2 separate regions of the Mus musculus genome follow, and region 1 is linked to region 2. Evidence: chromatin contacts called from public Hi-C data. All regions are on one chromosome and are shown on one strand. The core of a region is the stretch at or near the end of the contact, and the rest is flanking DNA. Distances in the headings are between cores, read along the strand shown.

What was found. A called contact is a pair of places that touch in the nucleus more often than the background predicts.
Region 1: a contact with region 2 is called in a Hi-C map of the N1E-115 cell line, with 8 times the contacts expected there. A contact is called at or near these places in 10 of 39 promoter capture datasets (the 3T3-L1 cell line, the HPC-7 cell line, HPC-7-derived erythroid cells and 7 more), 5 of 484 Hi-C or Micro-C datasets (the N1E-115 cell line, embryonic stem cells and undifferentiated spermatogonia), 9 of 130 datasets of targeted methods (craniofacial prominence, embryonic midbrain, embryonic stem cells and 2 more) and 4 of 9 other capture datasets (adipose tissue, embryonic stem cells, macrophages and 1 more).

What each region holds. Positions count from the first base shown.
Region 1 is chr19:30,546,465-30,551,086 of GRCm38.p6, forward strand. It overlaps Dkk1 (dickkopf WNT signaling pathway inhibitor 1), which reads right to left and starts at 3,032. Exons shown (of 4, transcript NM_010051.3): 1 at 2,670-3,032; 2 at 2,314-2,482; 3 at 1,099-1,248; 4 at 1-974. The coding sequence starts at 2,915. The coding sequence ends at 721.
Region 2 is chr19:30,449,762-30,454,139 of GRCm38.p6, forward strand. No RefSeq gene overlaps it. Among named protein-coding and RNA genes, the nearest start is that of Gm36319, 57 kb to the left of the region's middle.

The sequences.
Region 1 (4,622 bases), core at 1,782-4,281, 98 kb after region 2:
TAACCCCCCCTCTCTCTCACACACACACAGAGCCCCAAATGTATCTATACTTCTAACTTAATGATTATTAAATGTTAAATTTTATTTCAAGGACTACCAGCTGAGAGAGACAGAACTAGAGAGGAGAGATGTGTGTGTGTGTGTGTGTGTGTGTGTGTGTGTGTGTGAGAGAGAGAGAGAGAGAGAGAGAGAGAGAGAGGGAGAGAGAGAGAGAGAGAATCTAAGCAGAGAGCACATCTCAGGAAATAAACTGATACTTTCATGTTAAATTTTAGATGCCTATCACCGACTATTCCATTTCTCCTTACATTCGACCCCCTAGACATTGAAGCAGAAAGGGTTACACATTTAAGAACTGTAAACCAAAATTACTTCAATATAGAATATTTATGAGTCAAGACAATCAACCGTGTACAAAAAAAATTTACATGCAAGAGAAACAAGGCAATGTAGCACACCTCTAGAAAAATAATTAAAAGTTTTGCTGCATTTACAGGTAAGTGCCACACTGAGGATTTACAACACAGTAATTTACTGCAATCACAGGGGAGTTCCATCAAGAAACAAAGTCCTTACACTCCAGAGCTTTTGGAAGGTATTGTCGGAATGCTTAATTACACACTGAAGATTCCTACATCCTTGGGATTGAGCTGACAAATCATAAAGGATTTTCGTAGCATATATTAGATAAAAAGAGTCCATCATATTTAGACTGTCGGTTTAGTGTCTCTGGCAGGTGTGGAGCCTAGAAGAATTGCTGGCTTGATGGTGATCTTTCTGTATCCTGCAAGCCAGGCCTTCCCCGCAGTAACAGCGCTGGAATATCTCCAGCCCGTGGGAGCCTTTCCGTTTGTGCTTGGTGCACACCTGACCTTCTTTAAGGACAGGTTTACAGATCTTGGACCAGAAGTGTCTTGCACAACACAGCCCTGCGGCACAGTCTGATGATCGGAGGCAGACGGAGCCTTCTTGTCCTGTGAAGGAGACAGAAGGAAAATTACAGTTACTGCGAGGCCTGTACCATCCCACTGAGACAATTCTAAATGCACTTCTGATATATTAAATGGGAAAGGCTGAGCCTGAAAGCCCCTTTACTACCTTTGGTGTGATATATTTTTGAAGTCAGTGTGGTTCTTCTGGGATATCCATCCCCCGCGGCGGCGTTGTGGTCATTACCAAGGTTTTCAATGATGCTTTCCTCAATTTCCCCTCGAGGAAAATGGCTGTGGTCAGAGGGCATGCATATTCCTAAGAAAACCAGAAATAGTGATTAATCCTCAGGCTGTAGTTTGTTGCTGCTAATAGCCAAGACAGGAGCAGTGGGTTATACAGACACCACTGTGAGTTACCTCACTGCTGTTGCTGCCTTTCTATTTACCAAAACTCCCCAGAGAAAGCAGTATCAATGAGTGTACTGTCGAATCGTATGGAACGCCTCAGGTATAGCCATTTTAAATGCTTTCCTACTAATTGTAGTGGAGGCAGTAGAGACTTTTCTGTCTATTTTAATATTACCCTTTGGGCTAGGAAAAAGAAATCCAGTCACTTAAAAGAAATTAATCTTAAAAAATAACTTCTCTGCTCTGGGTGCTAGCTGCGCAATGCAGTTCCGGCTGCCTGGAAGACTGCGATCTCACCCGCTAGTTACTTTACTGTATAATTTTGATATTACGGAGATTTTAGTGAGTTGACTCTGGAATGCTGCTGTAACCTAGGAAGTTAGCCACCCCTCAAGTTTATTTCTGGAGACTTCTTTGAGACATTAACATTTTGTGGATCTGTGGTTGTGTGTGTGTGTGTGTGGGGGCAGTACTTCTTTGAAGGTAGTTGAGGGTGGAGGGAAAGGGGAGAAGGGATGGAGAGCTAGGGGTGTAAGCGGTACAGAGATCTCTTTTAAAAGCTGGCCAGCAGAGATTAATCATTCTAGCTCCCCGTTGACAACAGTTGTAATAGCCTTAGAGGAAAGAGAGACTGGCAAAGCCACGCAGAGTCCACCTTAAGAAAAAAACGTCTGGCTCCCCTTTCAGAACGACCTCTCCCCCTTTCTCAAGTGCCCCAAGGCTCCCTGAAGATAATTGTTTGATGGAAGGGTCCACTTTCAGGTCTTGTTGTTAGATCACAGAGGGAGGCAAGGAAAGATAAACTTTCAAGTGCTCAAACACAAGCCAGTGACGATGTGTCAGGAGAACCCTTGCATGAGCACGCGTTTGCAGGTGGCGCCACCTTAGCTTTGACAGAACCAGAGCATTTCATTTGATTCCTGGGTCCTCAAAGGCAAGGTGGTTCTAATTTAAAAAGGAGTCCAAGACTCACCATTTTTGCAGTAGTTCCCGGGGCAGCACATAGCGTGCCTCATGCAGCGCTTCCTGCGCTTTCGGCAAGCCAGACAGATCTGTACACCTCCGACGCCGGCTGCCCCGCGGCTGGGGCTGGAGCAGTACTCGTCAGAGCCGCACTCCTCATCTTCAGCGCAAGGGTAGGGCTGTGGGAAGGGAGCGGACTGGTGAGCAACTCAAGCATCCTGGTACCCACACCTTCAAGGTCCCCATCTGCCTCTTCAAAAGCCCCTTAAGCGCGCTGCTCTTAATGCAGTGATTCCAAACACACCCCAAATCTCACACACCTAGATCTTTCTGAGACCCCCGTCGGGATCACAGCACCCCTCTTACCTGGTAGTTGTCAAGAGTCTGGTACTTGTTCCCGCCCTCATAGAGAACTCCCGGCGCCACACTGACAGCAGAGCCCGGCTGCCCCCCAGCACCACCCAGCGGTGGGGGCAGGTTCTTGATCGCGTTGGAATTGATGAGAACTGAGTTCAAGGTGGCACTGGCTCCTAGCAGAGGGAGGCTGCAGAGAGCCATCATTGTAAACACGGCCAAGAACCGGACAGCTGCCGCTGCACACACAACCATCATCTCCGAAGGACGCAAACAGGCAAAGGTCAGGAAAAGAGAGGTCACTTTGCACGGCGGCTGGCTGCAGAGTCTGGACTGCGGAACCTCAACTTCGGGACCTCCGCTGGTGGAGTCTCTGGCTGCCAGGCGCACAGCTCTGCACCGCCACCGCCACCTCTGGCTGCCTTTATACTCAGGCTCCCAGCCCTCCCAGCTCCTCAGGGAAGACAACAAAGCCGGGATGGGATTTCAAAGCTTTGGGAGGAGCTGGGAGGGGGAGTGTTTGTGTGTCGGAAGCAGGGAGGACTTTGACACTCTCCCCTCGCCCCTCCCTTGCACTGTGGTCCCCTTGTCCAGCTCACCTTAGAGTGTGGGTCACTAGAGCACTAGAGCATTAGAGCCTAGCCCAAACTTATAAATAAATAAATAAATAAATAAATAAATGGCGGGAGGGTGCACTCTGTGAGCTTGAGTGTTCTGCTGTGGGGCTGGGTTAGTTCTGTCTGAAATCCTTGTCAGAGTTAAAAGTGATAGAATATACAAAACCACGTTTCTTCTCTTCCCCATATGAGTACCCTCGCTTTCTGCGCACGCAAATAATATTCAGTATTAAATACAATGCGAGCAGCCATTCATCAAAGGTTTTGTGAAAAGCCCAGGTGGCTCCTATAGTTGCTGATTAACCCTTTAGCGTTGCGATTTGCAAATGAGGTTCTTGTCTTTTAAGTTTGTCTAGTTGCTTCCCCACTTCCCACTCCCTCCCTCCCCCCACCCAACCCTACACACACCAGGAGAAAAAAAAATGTGCAAAGACAAGAAAATTTGCACATCAAATGAGGATGCCAAGGGAAGAACTAATTCGCTTTTGATGGTGAGTTTGGGGGGGTTGGGGGTGGAGGCGAGAGACTGCCGTTTGGAAATTAAATCAGGGATGGAGGGGAGAGGGAAATAGGCACCCGATAATCAAACTATTTAATGTGGTTCTTTGAATCTGGTCAATCCCAGCAGTAGATGAACTTGATTAAGCAGACACATGAGATCAAAGTGGCTCTGAGCCAGAGCGGACAGGGTCCCTGAGCCTGGTCAGTCCTCTTTCCCTGGTTCCCTGTTCCCAGCGGTGGGTTAATAGAAGAAGATAAGAAACCCGAAGGCTTAGCTCCCGGCTTTCTCATTAGTGTTTCATATCGCTGAGCAGGAGAGGGCTTGCTTTTGATCCCAAATCAAACCTCGTCCAGGACAGGACAGGACAGGAGGAATAACCCTCTAGGGAGATAACAGAGGACCTCCTGGAAAAGAAGTGCTGAACCTAAATCAGAGAATGAATTTGAAGGGGTTTCGCCCAGTGTGTAAAATAAGAAACAACATGGACATAAGAATGCCGTGCTTATAAATTAGCGGTAATGTATGTAATAATGACTTTTATTAAAGTCAGTCTTTTATCCAACCATCACAGTGCTAAAAGAGACAGTTGTCATGAAATAACAAAAGATAAGAAATGTGAATGGATAATGTTTAAGAACAGATCGATAAATCTGAGACCACAAGCAACTGTTGTATGAGACTGAAAAGGAAGAAATGATCTGAAATCCTTGTTGGAGAGGGTGAGCTGAGATGTCCTTTGTAGCCCCTTAGCTTCTGGATCTGCTAGAATTATTCACGACACCGCTTTATCTATAATAGTTATTCTTAGGAAGCCCCCCACCCCCACAATAGCCAATGACAGTCTTG
Region 2 (4,378 bases), core at 125-2,624:
TTCATCCAACGCAGCATATGGAAACAGATGCAGAGACCCATAGCCAAAATCAGGTGGGACTTGGGCAGTCTTGCAGAAGAGTGGGGGATAGAATTGACTGAACTGGAGAGGCCAAGGACACCACAAGAAGACATTCAGAGTCAACTAATCTGGATCCATGGGGCCTCACAGAGACTGAACTACCAACCAAAGAGGATGCAGAGGCTTTTCCTAGCCCCCCTACACATTTGTACCAGATGTGCAGCTTGGTCTTCATGTGGGTCTCATAACAATTTGAGCAAAGACTGTCTTTGACTCTGTTGCCTGCCATTGGATCCCCTTCCCCTAACTGGACTTTTTAGTTGGGCCTCAGTGAGAGAAGATGGGCTTAGGCCTACAGCAATTGGATGTCCCAGGGTAGGCACACTGTGTTTACTTTCATTGTCTTAAAAATTCGAGGAGAGACAGACCCAGAAATCCAATTTTTTTACAAATCAAAATGATGCAGAAGCTGGGTGCTCACAAAGATCTCTGGAACATTCTCTGGACACGAAGAAGAAAAAGAAGGGAGAGGAGAAGAGGAGGAGGTAGAGGAAGGAGGAGAGGAAGAAAGGAGGAGGAGAGGAAAAAGAAGATGAAGATGTCAAAGAAGAAAAAGAAAATGACGATGACAACAAAGAAGAAGGAGAAGAAGGAGAAGAAGAAGAAGAAGAAGAAGAAGAAGAAGAAGAAGAAGAAGAAGAAGAAGAAGAAGAAGAAGAAGAAGAAGAAGAAGAAGGCGGAGGAGGAGGAGGAGGAGGAGGAGGAGGAGAACGAGAACGAGAACGAGAACGAGAACGAGAACGAGAACAAGAAGAGTTAAAAATACAGAAGAAATTGTACAGAGGAAACTTCTTGGCGTGGAATGAATGACTATTGATGGCTGGAGTATTATATGGAAAGATTCCTGTTTGCAGAAGACACTTTCTTTACTTTCTTTTCCTGGACCGAGGAGTGCAGAAGTCCAGTCTAGAACCTGGAGCTCTCTGTTATTCTAATCAAAACAGGCTGATGTTGGAACAGTGGACAGATGAGTGGGCTACTTAGGAAGGGCTGTGAGCACAGTAGCAATCATAGAGCAGTGAAGGTTCTCGCGGTGCCGCTAAGCTAGAAAGGACATGATGCCAGCAGCTGATGCTCTGCTGGGGCCTCGCCTCTTCATAGCTGGCTGACATCCTTCTCCAGCTGGCTATTTCCTGGGCTGTGGCAGTCTCCTCCCTTCACATCCCCTCTGTAGCTGTGGTTTGGCACTTTGCAAGAATCCCACTGCCCAAAGTTCCCTCTGGGCTTGTTTCCAGAGAGCAATGGCCTGACTATTTCCACTACTGACTGAATTTACCCACAGTGCCGGGCGGAGGCAGCTTTTTTTAGATGGCCAAAGCAAATTGGCACGGATGACTTAGAGCAGCACAGTCATAATGAGATCTGGTGTCTGGGACACTGGAGAACACAAGTGCAGCCGGTAAGCTGCTAAGAAGGTTTTCTGCCGCATCAGAGAGAGACACCGCTGGCTTAAGAGATGGAAGCATTGGAAGGCTGTGGGAAAGCTCCTCCTTATACATGGTGTCTGGCTGTGGCCAGAGGGACTTGTCAAAATGAACTTGTTAAACAGGGCTTCCCCCCACCCCCGAAGAGCCAAGAAAGTGACTTTGATTCTTTATACCCTGGTGGTGTCAAAGCAGAGAGCTGCAAACTGTGGCCGGCGAGCCCAACCCATCTTGCCTCCCCTTTTTCATTCACCCTCTAAGCTCAGCATGGCTTCTTCACGTTTAGATAGTCGAAAAGAATCAAAAGAATATTTTGTGACACATGGAAATGATATGAAATTCAAATTTCAATACCCATGAATAAAGTTTTATTGGAACGCTGCCACACCCATTCACTTACGCACTGTCTCTGGCTGCTTACAAGCTTCAAATGCAGAGCTAAGCGGTTGCAGCTGAGACCTTATGGCCTGCAAAGTCTGAAATATTTACTATCTTGCCCTTTACAAGCGGCTGCTTTTCTAACGCCTGTGCTAAATCGGTGGCCAATGGGAGCAAGGGAAGAAGAGAGAAATGGGAGGGAGCTTTATAAAGGAGGCTTTCTTTCTCTATCCCTGCATGTGTAAGTGGGTTGGTGGTCTCTGTCACACAGAGAGTCAATAAGACTTTCTTCATTATTATTGCTTTTGATATTTCTGTCTACACACACACACACACACACACACACACACACACACACACATACACACACACACACACACACACACACACACACACACACATTCTCAGAGCTCAGAACCCAGCCATGTGCTTGTGATCCACGGAAGCTTGACAGTTGCAGAAAGAAGGGACAGTAACAAGTTGCATGATGAACCCTGAAGGATTAATCAAAAATAATTTTAGGGGATGTATTTAATATGTACAGAGGACAACATGCCAGCAGGCATGTCAATGCAGTATTCTAATTACAGACACTATTATCACAATTCAGTCGAGTTTGTATGGTCAAACTATCTGGTGTGGACCCTTTAAAATTGGCTTGAACTGGCCACTTAAAATGAAGGCAGTAGCTTTGGGTTAAATAGTATATAAGAATGGCTTCAGAAAGCACCAGCTCATCATTTGGAGTCTAGGGGGTGGGGTGGGGTGGGGTGGGGTGGGGGGCACGTTCCTGTGAGGACAGACCTGTAATACACAGAGAGTAATATGAAAGCTAGCAGCAGCAAAGTAAGACCGAAGAGGATTTAAGGATCGGAGAAGGGGCCGGGAAGCATTTCCCAAGAGACCCAGGTCTTACACACTTCCTCCTTTAGTTTGAGAATCCTCTTGATTTCTCCTTGTAGGACCTGATCTCAGTCAACTTTGCTCCCCACTCACCCAGCTGCATGGAGAAGAGAGATGTCCATATTGCCAAAGCATTCGGAGAGAAGTAGGGAGTGTTCTGTCCGGTTTCTTGGAGATGCCCGTCTTAGTCCACCCGTGCTGTGACATATTTGGCACACCCTGACTGATAACGAGATCTCTCGACAGTACTTTTTCAACGCTGAGGCTTCTTCTTCGGAAGGCGGAGGAAGCTCAAGCCTTCCTTCTAGATGCTGTACAGTCAACTCGGCTCTTTCCAAACAGAGTTTACAGCTTCCTTCTGACCACAGGGGTTCCAAGAACTTCTGCTTTTATTTATTCATCTTTTCCACTAGTCTTAAAACTAGGAGACAAAGGTAAAGTGCTGGCACCCTTTGGAAGGAAACTTGGCTTTCCTCTGATGCCGCTTCTTACCAGACATCTGCTTGAGATATGTCAGTATTAAGTGTTCTTCTATCACTGCTAAGAGTGTGTGAGCAGCTATGCCCCAGTGTAGGGGAATGCCAGGGCCAGGAAACAGGAGTGGGTGGGTTGGTGAGCAGGGGTAGGGGGGTAGGAGACTTTCAGAGGGGAAACCAGGAAAGTTTGAAATGTAAATAAATAAAATATCTAATAAAAAAAAAAAAGAGTGTGTGAGAAGAATGGGCTGTGTGGACCTTCCCTGGACATTCAGTACATTAATCTTATTAATTTTCATATTAATCTTGAGAGCTTCCAAACTCCCATTCCATACTATTTTTTATTAAGGCAATTCAACTCAGAACGCAAGGGGAAACACTAATACTTTTGACTGGAATGTTGTTCTTTGTATCTGAAAGTTAATTGAGCTGCCAAATTTGACAACGTAAAACAAAGCAAGTTGAAATCAGGTAGAGAAAGAATTAATTTTCTCTATGTTATCTATTCATTTCTCTATTGAAGATAAATTGCTAGATTATGAGTCCTGTTTTAGGGACTGGAGCTGATTCTATGGGGAGTGAAGGACAGGCCTCTTTAAAAAGAAAAGCGCTGAAGAACGGTTTGCCCTTCATACTAAATATTTGAATATTTAGATTCAAAAGAGTACTATAACTTGAAGCAGCACACCTTTTCCAAGTTCCAGAGTAAAAGTTGTGCCTTAGACATCCATGCAAAGACAAGAAGACACCCTGAAACTTTCAAGGCAGGAAGAACACAAGAAATACTGTGATTAAATAAGTTTTATAGATATAGCGGAGGCCATAATTAAGGTTGGTCCTCACTTGCTTAAGTGTCATCTTTCCTGACATTAGAAGATTATCCATCTAGCATTGGGCTCATGAGAAAAAGTTATCACCAAGTTATAAACATTATTTTCAGAAGTGTTATTATAACTTAATGTAATTAATAAGAGTGATAAATAATGTTGTCTTTTCCAAGTAGATATTTTTCTTTGTAGGTGTTCTTTGTGGCTGTTGCTTTGTTTGCCTTTACAATATCTATGTAAAACATAAAGTGATCAATTATTGTTATCTTCATTTTAGGATAACAATATC